Linked DNA regions of Macaca mulatta: region 2 is linked to region 1. Evidence: chromatin contacts called from public Hi-C data. All regions are on one chromosome and are shown on one strand. The core of a region is the stretch at or near the end of the contact, and the rest is flanking DNA. Distances in the headings are between cores, read along the strand shown.

Region 1 (5,978 bases), core at 2,581-5,080:
CCCACCCCCCTGCACAGCCCTGACTGCTCTTTCAGGGATACACTGAAATGGCATTAGCCCTGCCCCAAGGGACTGGGATCCAGACCCAGCTCAGCAAACCCCCTGAGCCCCAGGATCCTCATCTGTAAAGGCAGTGTAAAAATTAACCCCAGTGCTGCCTGCCCCAAGGGAGGCTGGGCTATCTAAAGGCAGAGGGAAGGACTCCGGAGTTGCCAAGAATGTTTGAGGGACTGCAGATCCTGAAAGGTCACCAGACACAGGATTTGGGATTTGTAATTTTGAGATGTTTTATTATATAAGGTCAGGATTACACACTGCCACTGCCAAGAGGCATTCTTCTAATAATCAAGGAGACCCAATGTCTAATGAGATTTAGCTTTTCAATCTTTTCATATAAATTTATGAATTAAGTTACAAAAAAGAAACGTAGTTGTTTTTTCTTCTTCTCCCCAAGCTTCCACCAAACTATGCTCCAGGGCAGGGAAGTCTGGTCCACTGCTATGACCCCAGCCCATGACCTGAGTTAGGGAGGAGATTTCAGGCAATGTTTGGGGCACTGTTTGGGCCTCTGTTTCACCATCTGTAAAAAGGCAAAGCTGACTAGCTAGTAAATCCGCAATCCAGCTCTGGGTTCTGAGCCCTTTTAGCTGTTTCCTCGGAAAATTAGCTTGGGCATGCATGGGGGTGGGTGCCATGCCCACAGTGTGATGAGGAGATTGCACCCCTGGGCACCCCACAGCATAGACTCTGAGGACGCCGTCCCCTGGGCATGGCCAATCCTCAGTGTGAGCCCAGACCCAGGATAGAGGAGGAGAAGGAGGAGAGAAAGAGATGGCCGGGGGTAAGAGAGGGGCTGAGGGCCAAGGAAGGAAGAGAGGAAAAGCGGGCAGGGGAGGAGAAAGAGGAACAGAAGGGACAGGAGGTTCCTCCTCCAAGGTGGATGCAGCTAAAATGGCTGCAAACAGGCAGAATGGGGCAGGGGCCTGTGAGCATCTGCAACGCTCCCCTCTGCACACCAGGGTCTTGGGCTTGGCTAGAGCACTCACCCGCCCCGAGACACCACCAGCTTTACTTTCACTTTGTAGGAAACAATGATCCCCAGGATCTCACGGTTGGCGCCTTCCCTCAACCTGCAAAGTGACACAGGGGAGCCGGTTCAGGGGCCTTGCCAGGTGGGCGAGACACCTCAGGGGTGGGTGTGCTGGGGGGCAGTGGCCATCCATCCCCCATTTGGCTGGCCACTCAGCTACCATGTCCAGTAAAGTGCAGTGGAGGTGAGGAAGGTGAGCAGTGCCCTTAGGTAGCAGGGACCCAGAGCCCCGGTTCCAAGTCTGGCTGTGAGACTCGCTCGCTGTGTAGCCCTGTTGAGCCCCTCTCCCTGCCCAGGTCAGCATGCCCGCAGTGATGGCCGGGCTCCTTCTCCCCTCAGATGGATTCTGCTTCTCTCAGCAACCCATGGGCAGAAACGGCCACACACAGCGTTCACAGAGGGCCAGGCAGCTTGGATGGGGTGGGGGCCGTCAGAGAAGGACTTCTCCACAGAAGTGGTGCCTCAGCTGGGTCTTGAAGGTGGATAGGGTGTGAGCCAGTGTGGAGACAGGGCAAAAAGCTTCAGGTAAGTGGGAGGCTGTGCAGGGGCTGCTGAGGAGAGCTGAGAGAGTCTGTGCTGGAGTGGCAGCTGCTCTAGACTCAGGCCAAAGCCCCACTGAAGGACCACACTCGCAAGAGGGCAAGATGGCATCCCCATAGCCAGGGCTCTGCTGGAGCAGAGTAGCCTAGAGGCATCCATGATGACCGTGCAGCAGAAGTGACAAGATGCCCTGGGACCCCTGACTTGGAGGGGTACCTCATGTTGGGTCTAACCCAGCTCACCACCCTGGTCTCTCCTCAGGGACACCCCATCTGACTGAAGGCATTATGTCAGAAGCTGCCACCTCTTGCAGGAAGCCTTCCCAGGTTGCCCTCCCCCAGGCATGGTAGCAGAGCCCAGCACTGCCTGAGCGAGCTGGCCTACTGGTCCATCTTATTCTCAGTCACCCCTGGGTAGGAATGGGAGCAAGGAGGCAGCTTCCCTGACAAGTCAAGCACCTGAGGACAGGCCCTGACAAGGCTGTGGAGAGGGTAGCCTGAGCTTTGTCTTTGAACTGGGGGGACCAAGGAGGGTGTGGCCCCATCAGGCAAGGTGCACTAGGAGCCCAGGACTAGGAGGGCAGGTCCTCACAGGGTGCTAGAGGCCAAGTTCGTGTCTTCATGCTTGAGCTTCCCGTCCAAGGCGAGGCCTCGCTTCTCTCGGTTATTGGCTAGGAAGGGGGTCAGTGTGTAGACCTTGCAGAACGTCGAGCTGGGTGCCACAGTGTCACTGGGAAGAAGGGAAGCAGCTGTGGAGATGGCCCTCCCCAGAGCCAACCCCACCCCTGATCTCCAGCCCAGCAGAATATCTAGTCTGGGCCTGCTCCAAGTCTCCCTCTCCCAACCTCTGTTCCCCAGATGCACGGACCACTTGGGCCAGCCCAGCTCAGGCAAGGAGAACCACTGCCACTCAAAAGAGGCACATCTATCTACATTCTATGCACAAACAGCACTGAATCTGGGATATTCTAAAAGATTGTCCAAGTCAAGCAGCACAGTGCTGAAAAGCGTATTCATTTAAAAAATTACAGCTGGCCGGGGACGGTGGCTCACGCCTGTAATCCCAGGACTTTGGGAGGCTGAGGTGGGTGGATCACCTGAGGTCAGGAGTTTGAGACCAGCATGGCCAACATGATGAAATCCCATCTCTACTAAAAATACAAAAAATTAGCCGGGTGTGGTGGCGGGCATCTGTAGTCCCAGCTACTTGGAAGACTGAGGCAGGAGAATGGCATGAACCCGGGAGGCGAAGCTTGCAGTGAGCCAAGACTCCATATCAAAAATAATAATAATAATAAATTACAGCCACAGCCGGCACAGTTGCTTATGCCTGTAATCCCAGCAACTTGAGAGGCTGACAGGAGGATTGCTTGAGGCCAGGAGTTTGAGACCAGCCTGGACAACATAGCAAGACCCCATCTCTACAAAAAATTTTAAATATTAGCCCGATATGGTGGCAGACACCTATAGTCCTAGCTACTTGGGAGGCTGAGGCAGGACGATCACTTGAGCCCAGGAGTTCGAGGCTAGCTGTAGTGAGCCATGATCATACCACTGCACTCCAGCCTGAGCAACAGAGTGAAACTCTGTCTCTAAACATTTAATTTAATTTAATTTTTTTATTTTATTTAATTTTTATTTTATTTTTTGAGACAGAGTCTCGCTCTGTCGCCCACGCTACAGTACAGTGGTGTGATCCTGGCTCACTGGAACCTCCACCTCCCAGGTTCAAGCAATTCTCCTACTTCAGCCTCTCAAGTAGTTGGCATTACGGGCGCACACCACCATGCCCAACTAATTTTTGTATTTTTAGTAGAGATGGGGTTTCGCCATGTTGGCCAGGATGGTCTCAAACTCCTGACCTCAAGTGATCCGCCTTCTTCAGCCTCCCAAAGCGCTGGGATTATAGGCATAAGCACCAGCCCTGTCTCTAAACAAATTTTAAAAAGAAAAAATTATAGCTACACACAAACCATAAATGAAGCTATTTGGGCAGCCATATACCCATCATATAGGCTCAACAATTAAAACGTTACTTGCTTGATCACATCCATCATACATAGGGCGTTTTGACTGTCCAATTTTTACTTGCTTTTGTTCTATCCTCCACCCTTTCCAATGAGAGAGCTGTCATGCAGCAGATAGTGAACAAGCCTTGGAGTCGGACGAGCTGTGTTCCAACCCCAGCTTTGCTGCTTGCTAGCTTGCAAGTCACATCTCTGAGCCACTTCCTCCTCTACACACTGGGGCAGCAGCAACCCCAGCCCCACAGTGCTTCCTGAGAAGTAAACAAGTCTGTGAATGCAAATGCCTCCCCAGCCATCCCTGCTGGTATTCGTTATGCAGACGCTGGCACCATCTGCAGTGGTTGCGATTTTCTACTCTTTAGGGATTATACGTTACTCTGGTCCTAGATCATTTCACTTTACCATCAGGAATCTATGCCTCATAGCTCTGATTTTTTTGAAAAAATCAACAGTGGATATGAAAAATATCCAATAACCAGAGAATGCTTGATCTAATCATAGCATGTTCACCTATAGGACATTAAAAACTATTTCAAAGGCCATGTAGTAACATTTAAAAAATGTTTTAAGTTGGCCGGGCGCGGTGGCTCAAGCCTGTAATCCCAGCACTTTGGGAGGCCGAGACGGGCGGATCACGAGATCAGGAGATCGAGACCATCCTGGCTAACACGGTGAAACCCCGTCTCTACTAAAAATACGAAAAAAAAACTAGCCGGGCGAGGTGGCGGGCGCCTGTAGTCCCAGCTACTCGGGAGGCTGAGGCAGGAGAATGGCGGGAACCCGGGAGGCGGAGCTTGCAGTGAGCTGAAATCCGGCCACTGCACTCCAGCCTGGGTGACAGAGTGAGACTCCGTCTCAAAAAAAAAAAAAAAAAAAGTTTTAAGTTGCAAGAAATACTGATTGGAATTATATATAAACAAATACACATATACATGTAAAATTATATCGGGTGTAATTGCTCCAAGAAATTACTTGCAGGGCCAGGGGGGGACAAAAAATGTGTGTGTCTTTGAATGGGAGCATTTACTTCCTTTAGGCAAGTAAAGATGTTTCACTTGAGATCTCTCCTCTTGCCTCAGCTGCCAACAAGCTTGGGACAAAGTTCAGTCCATGCTCAACCATAGTAGTTCTCCTCAAACCTGGATTGTGTGTGTGTAATTATGCTCTACACTCCCCCACACAACCTCTTTCACCCAATGAGCTGGATTACCCCTTTATCAAACAAGAGCTGTGTACCTAGTGCCTTACCCACTTTGCCCTGGCTACCAGAAAGTTCAAGAACAAAGTATTTCCCTTCAACCTAGGTTTCTTGTACAACGTAATTATCTTCTCTCCACAACCCCAATCCCCTTACATTCATTAGCTCTTGTTTTGTCGTTCTAGTTTTAGTGGGTCTCTTCCTTGACTGTAGCATGCATTTTCTTGTAGATAAATCAGGTGGATGGTTTCTAAAAGGCTCTTCGGGATCATCTACTCTGAATGGCAAGGAAGTCTGAGGCCCAGCCCTCTGCCAGGTGGAGAAGAGCCACCTGGACCTGTAACGGGACACCTAGAGCTTCTCTTTTTCCCACCGAATCCCACACGCCCAAGGCCAGACTTGTGCCCACTTACTCAGCCTCTTCCATGGCAACAGGGCACTTGTACTGAGCTGTGTTGAAAAGGCAGATGTCTGCATACTGGCGCACTAAGGAGGGAGAGGAATCGAGGTGGAGTGAGTCAGGAATGCAGCTCCCATGGAGTCTCACAGGCGTCCCGGGTTGGGGATATTCAGCCCCAGGCAATGGCCAGAGGCCACCAGTGGGGACTTCTGCATGAGACCACCCCTGTCTTCCATCCAAAGGGTAGCCCCAAACACATCCCTTTCCTTCCATAACCAAAGCCTTCCCCTCAAGGACAGCTTTGCCCAGAACCCAAGAAACTGAAGAGGTGGCTTAAAGAGCAAGCTCATTACCTGGCCAATAAGCAGCCTGCCTTACCCGACTCAAAAGCTTTGCCCTGTGGCTCAGAGCAGGCCCCAGGCTTCAGTGGCTATTTTTTATACAAGGCTGTTAACAAGGGGAGATCCTTCGGCCACTCCCAGCCCTTGGGAAGACTGCCTCTTGCTGTCCCCTAAGCTGACCCTCTGCCTGGGGTACCTGAGATCTTGATCTTCTTCACCGTCTTGTTGGTGTTGTTGGTGACGTGGACGTTGACACTGATGGGTTCTCCATGGTAATAGATCTGGGGGGCATAAGAAGGGATGGGGTTGGCTGGGAGGACAGCAAGGTCCTAGGGAAAGGGGAGGGAGAAAAGCCCCCACGCGATCTTCTGGGGTTCCCCAGA
Region 2 (5,978 bases), core at 1,609-4,108, 290 kb after region 1:
TCACTTGGTAGAGGGGGCTTTGGGAAATGTCTGTGTCAAGTTAATAAAAAAATGATATCATGGCTGGGCAAGGTAGCTCATGCCTATAATCCCAGCACTTTGAGAGGCCAAGGCGGATAGATCACTTGAGGCCAGGAGTTCAAGACCAGCCTGGGCAACATAGTGAAACCCTGTCTCTACTAAAACGACGAAAATTAGCCATGTGTGGTGGCGCATGCCTATAGTCCCAGCTACTCGGTAAGCATGAGGCTTGAGGTGGAGGCTGCAGTGAGCTGAGATCGTGCCATTGCACTCCAGCCTGGGAGACCCTATCTAAAAAAAAAAAAAAAAAAAAAAAAAAAAAAAGATACATGACCCCCTTTCTCAATCTCCTGGGTCACTGCTCAGGCTCCAGTCTTGCAAAGCCGGGGAGCTTCACATTCCTTTCTGATCCCAGATCCTGGAAGCTTCCTCTCCCCACCAGGTCTTGTCGCCAGCCAGTGGGAATAACTGAGGTCACCATAACGCCATGCTGACCCTTCCCCAGAGCCTTTGGATGCTCACTAGAGGAGCTATCTACCTTGTCCCCACCATTGTCAGTTGCCAGGGTCTGCTTCCCTCCAACCCCCACCATGAACTTGCCAGATTGATTTCTGTGTCCCAGCACAGGGTGTGGCCACACCCAGTAGGCACTCAATACCTTTAACTGTGGAAATGCAGAGGGGATGCCTTCATTTGGTTGCTTCTGCTGCCGCCTGCTGTCTAACACTGGTTGGTACAACGTTAGAGGGCTTGTTCTGGAACTTAATGGTTTCAGGACCCCTTTTCTTGCCTAAAAGTTATTGAGGACCCCAAAGAACATCTGTTTGTATGTCTTATGCCTATTAGTGTTTACATTAATATAAATTTAAATTGATGTGTTTTAAAAATGTTCATATTATATAATTAAAATAATAAATGTAGTGTAATAACATTTTTAGAAAAAATATATTTACCAAAATAAAAAATTAATGAGAAGACTGGCACTATTTTATATGCTTACAAATTTCTTTAATGTCTTGATAGAAGACAGCTGGATTTTCAAACACACTTCTGCATTTAATCTGATGCAATATGTTGGGGTTGTTTTTGTTTTTTTTTTGAGATGGAGTCTCGCTCAATCACCAAGGCTGGAGTGCAGTGGTGCGATCTGGGCTCACTGCAAGCTCCACCTCCCGGGTTCACACCATTCTCCTGCCTCAGCCTCCCAAGTAGCTGGGACTACAGGCGCCCACCGCCACGCCCAGCTAATTTTTGGCATTTTTAGTAGAGACGGGGTTTCACCGTGTTAGCCAGGATGGTCTCGATCTCCTGACCTTGTGATCCGCCCGCCTCGGCCTCCCAAAGTGCTGGGATTACAGGCGTGAGCCACCGCGCCCAGCCAATATGTTGTTTTAAGTGAAGTTTATGAAGAAAATACAGGCTTATGCAAATACATAGTTGGAAAAGGGGTATGTTAACAACCCTTTCAAATAATTGTGGCTATTCTTTTTTTTTATTTTGTAGAGGCAGGATCTTGCTCCGTCGCCCAGGCTGGAGTGCAGTAGCATGATCATAGCTCACTGTAACCTCAAACTCTTGGGCTCAAGTGATCCTTTCACCTCAGCCTCCCAAGTAGCTGGTACTAGAGGTACTTACCACCACACTCAGCTAATTTTTCTTTTTTTTTTTCTTTTTTTGGTACAGATGGGCTCTCACTATGTTGCCCAGGTTGGTGTTTTCCTGGCCTCAAGCAATCTTCCTGCCTCAGCTTCCCTAAGTGTTGGGATTACAGGTGTGAACTACTGAGCCTGGCTATTCTTTTTTGATAATAGCCAAAACTTGACAAGTGCTGTTTTTTTTTTGAAGGTTAGTTGTGATTAGAATCTGAAATCCTGCCGGGCGCAGTGTCTCATGCCTGTAATCCCAGCACTTTGGGAGGCCGGGGTGGGTAGATCACGAGGTCAGCAGTTCGAGACCAGCCTGGTCAATACGGTGAAACCCCATCTCTACTAAAAATGCAAAAATTAGCTGGGCATGGTGGTGCCTGCCTGTAGTCCCAGCTGTTCAGGCGGTTGAGGCAGGAGAATCACTTGAACCCGGGAGGCAGAGGTTGCAGTAAGCCAAGATTCCACCACGGCACTCCATCTCAAAAAAAAAAAATAATCTGAAATCCTATCAAAGAAATTTTTATGTTCAGTTACATTAAAATACATTAGACTCTTTTGCATTTTGGATGTATCTTTTGTCCAAGCATGCTGTTATAATTTAGTGCACTGGCTGTTTGGAAAAAAATGGTTCACCAAGTTATGCAGGTCTTCCAAATATTGACAGATATTAGTATACTATGTTTTAAAAATCACATTAGTTAATATCAGTACCGATCTCATCAGAGAAGTCTTTGAGTATTGGGAAGCTGCCAAGGTCACAGTGGTGAACACAAGGTTTCTAAAATTCTAATTTTCACTAGAGCTTGGATTTCATCATTAGCAGTAAATACTGTCAGTTTGCCATGAAATGACAGATTCATTTTATTCATTCTTGAGAAAATGTCTGCCAGAGACCCAAGTCTGCATAAGCATAATTTATCTGTCAGTATGTCTTTCAAGTCAAAATGGTGTTCCATAAAAAAAAGTGGCTAGTTAAGCTCACAGTTCAAACAAGTGCAAATGCTTTTCCTGGAGACAACCATTGTGCTGCATCGGATATGGCAGAAGTGCTCTATGTTGCTTCCCAGAATATTAAAAAGATGTATATTCAAGGACCAATATATTGTGAATGGGATCATTTTTATTGCTGCGTCAAAGACTTTCCTGGTCGATGTTGGCAGTGTTTCCCTGCGAGGGCGTGGCAGTGAAAAACGCGATGACTTCCTGTACATCGCACTGGAGGCCGCCGCCGAGGCTTTTGCACAATCAGGGAAATGTCAACCCAGCAAAAAAGGCAAATGATGCCTTAGTCTCATTACGAAAAGAGTTTTGACCTTGCAGACTTCCCTAGCAGGGTCTGTACTCGGCATTCATTTTTAAATTTAACGTTCTCATACCAGAAGCAGGGCTCAGTCACCCTTGACACAGTTTCCAATCAATACTATGCCCCACCCGAATAGCTCCAGCTGGTGGCTGGTGATAAAACTTAGAGGCTTCTCTCCCACCTAGCAGGCTGGTTCCTGGCTTTCCTGCTGCCTCCTTTAAATGGACCATTCGGACATGGTCTTGTAAACTGGAAGTGACCACCTCTCAGTCACAGTGTGACCAACTGGAACTAGTGCCTGCTTGCTTTAAACCTAACAGTTAAAGCTCCCTGAGGGAAAACTGGACACTCTCGACCCAATATAGGCGGTGGCCCATGAGTCTCATCTCTTTCTGGCTGTACTCCCTGACCTGTGTGTGCGTGTGTATGTGTGTGTGTGTTCCTGTGTGTGTGACAGAGACAGAGAGACCTCTGGTGTGCCCTCCAGGGTCTGTAAGTACTAGACGCTCTTACACTTTCACACGGTGGTTTTGTCCCCTGAAAGTGAGGCCACTGAAGGACCCATGCAGGTGGGTCCCCTCCCTGCTGGTGCTCTTTTTTTCTGGGCCCCTCCGCTGCTGGGAAGAGTAGCTACCAGTTAAGTTGATAGAGTTTCCTTCAAAACATAGCCCTATGACACCCTCTCAGAACAGAGGGGCCTCCTTATCTCCAGGAGCAGCAGGGGAGGGGGAAGGAAGAGGAGAGTTGAGAGAAGACACCTGTCTCATCACGTGCTTAAGAGGCACCCATGGGCACTGTTCAGGGCCAAAACTTAGCAATACCCCAACCAGCCAGTACCATGGGGTGGTGATAGGAACCCTGGCTTCCTAGAATAACTCAGTTCCAGGAAAGTGTGCTGAGGGCCAAGTCCATGCCAGACCTGAAGCTGGCACTAGAGATGCAAAATGCAATCAGACCCTGCCCTCTGCCCTTGAGGAGGGTTCAGTTTAGTGGGGGAGAGAGGGGTGCCACATTAGTAACAAAAACAGACCCCTTTATTTGTGTTAACTTTACCAAAGGAAATTTCATAAATTCAGAATGCCATCTACTGCTTCCTCCCAGGTTCTCTTCTTTCCCCCAGCACCTCTGCCCCCCAACACCAGGTTCTCTTCTGATTCTGTTTAGTCAGTTCTCTTTGGTTGGTGGTAGAAACCTGAGTTGAATGAGTTTCAGCATAAAGCGGAAGTGACTGCAAGGATATGAGGGAGTCTCCCAAGTTCCAAGGACAGGGATGAACAACCTTGAGATGAGAACAAAACAGTGTCATCAAACAGGACCAAGATGAATATTATTTATTTATTTATTTATTTAAGATGGAGTCTTGCTGTCTCCCATGCTGGAGTGCAGTGGCATGATCTCGATTCACTGAAACCTTCACGTCCTGGGTTCAAGCAGTTCTCCCTGCCTCAGCCTCCTGAGTAGCTGGGATTATAGGCACCCGCCACCACACCTGGCTAATTTTTGTATTTTTAGTAGAGATGGGGTTTCGTCATGTTGGCCAGGCCGGTCTTGAACTCCTGACCTCAGGTGATCCACCCACCCCGGCCTCCCAAAGTGCCGGGATTACAGATGTGAGCCACTGCGTCTGGCCAAGATGAATATTATTATGGCTCACCTACCCCAAGAGAAACAGCTTCCCATCTCTGTCCTGCTTCCCAATTCCTAGGAAGAAGGTGGTTGGCCCAGGTTGGCTATGGTCCTCATCCACCCTCACAGGGGCCAAGAAGGAAGTCCGTGCTACCTGTATCTGCAGACATAGGGAGGGAGGGGCAGAGGCGATCCCTCGGAGAGCTGCTTGCAGACAGTCTACCCAGTGTCCTCCCCTCTGATCAGTGCACACACATGCCTTCTGTATAGTCGTAACGAGGTTTGTTTGTAATATTGTAGACTTTCCTTATTTTACTCAACATTATTTCATACGTATTTCCAAGCAATACACGTTCACTTACTTATGACTTAACGTGACCTTCTGTGATTACATCCCCTACCTTGGTGTATTGGTTAGCTGCAATGATAATGCTGTCTAACAACTCAAAAATCTAGGTGGCTAATAAATAATATATACATTTTTTCTTGTCACATGCTTGCAGGCAGGCTGGAGTGGCAGGGGAAGCTCTGCTTCCGGCTGCTTCTTGGGTTCAGGGCTGCCCCACGTGTGTCTCATTCTGGGATCAGTGGCTCCCCAGAGCATGCTTTTCTCCTGGTGACAGCAGAAACTCAGGAACTGCAAGCAGAAACTCATGACACCTCTTAAGGCCTGGGCTCAGCACAGTTATACTATCTCTTTTTGCCCATGTTCCATTGGCCAAAGCAAGCCACAAACCCATTTCCAATCTCAGTAGGGCAAGGAAATACACTGCACCCTCCCACTATGGACCGTGGCAGTGGTGGAAGGAAGAGCTGAGGAATAATACAGCCCACCACACTTGGTCATAGTTTCCTCAACTACAAACATCAAAAATTGTGAATAGTCATTAGGTCTCATGGGTGCCACCCTCTACTGCCATAACTTTAATTTCTCTCTTTCTCCAGCCCAGACCTCCCCGCTAAGGCCCAGACCCACATTTCCTGCTTCCTTCTGATGATCCACAGGCCTCTCAAACTTACTGTGTCTGTTCTGCAGTGAGCAGCCCTGTGCAAACCTACCTCCAGAGGCCGGGACACTGAGAGGCCGAAGAAAGAGGGGGGCAAATCCAGTTTCTCAGAAAGCAACATTTAGTAGGGACGCACAAACAGAGTGATGTCTCTGGCAGCTGTGAGATGCTGGATCCCTGCACTGGCCCTACCACAAGCTATTCTTTTTGTTGTTGTTGTTGTTGTTGTTGAGACGGAGTCTCGCTCTGTCACCCAGGCTGAAGTGCAGTGGTGCAATCTCAGCTCACTGCAAGCTCCGCCTCCCGGGTTCACGCAATTCTCCTGCTTCAGCCTCCTGAGTAGCTGGGACTACAGGTGCCCGCCACCACGCCCAG

What was found. Hi-C and Micro-C count contacts between places; a contact is called where the count stands out from the background.
Region 2: a Hi-C map of blood shows a contact between it and region 1, with 3 times the contacts expected there. The contact joins two enhancer-like sites. A contact is called at or near these places in 4 of 14 Hi-C or Micro-C datasets (blood, fetal cortex germinal zone, fetal cortical plate and 1 more).

Annotation. Positions count from the first base shown.
Region 1 is chr14:75,662,516-75,668,493 of T2T-MMU8v2.0, forward strand. It overlaps ARRB1 (arrestin beta 1), which reads right to left. Exons shown (of 15, transcript XR_013404161.1): 9 at 5,792-5,876; 10 at 5,268-5,340; 11 at 2,222-2,359; 12 at 1,030-1,130. Among named protein-coding and RNA genes, the nearest start is that of TPBGL, 38 kb to the left of the region's middle. Within about 2 kb of position 3,831, at least 6 of the 40 cell types and tissues checked have an H3K27ac peak or open chromatin away from gene starts, as enhancers often do. A contact at or near this core is called in blood, where this site is marked.
Region 2 is chr14:75,950,778-75,956,755 of T2T-MMU8v2.0, forward strand. No RefSeq gene overlaps it. Among named protein-coding and RNA genes, the nearest start is that of GDPD5, 9.2 kb to the left of the region's middle. Within about 2 kb of position 2,859, at least 6 of the 40 cell types and tissues checked have an H3K27ac peak or open chromatin away from gene starts, as enhancers often do. A contact at or near this core is called in blood, where this site is marked.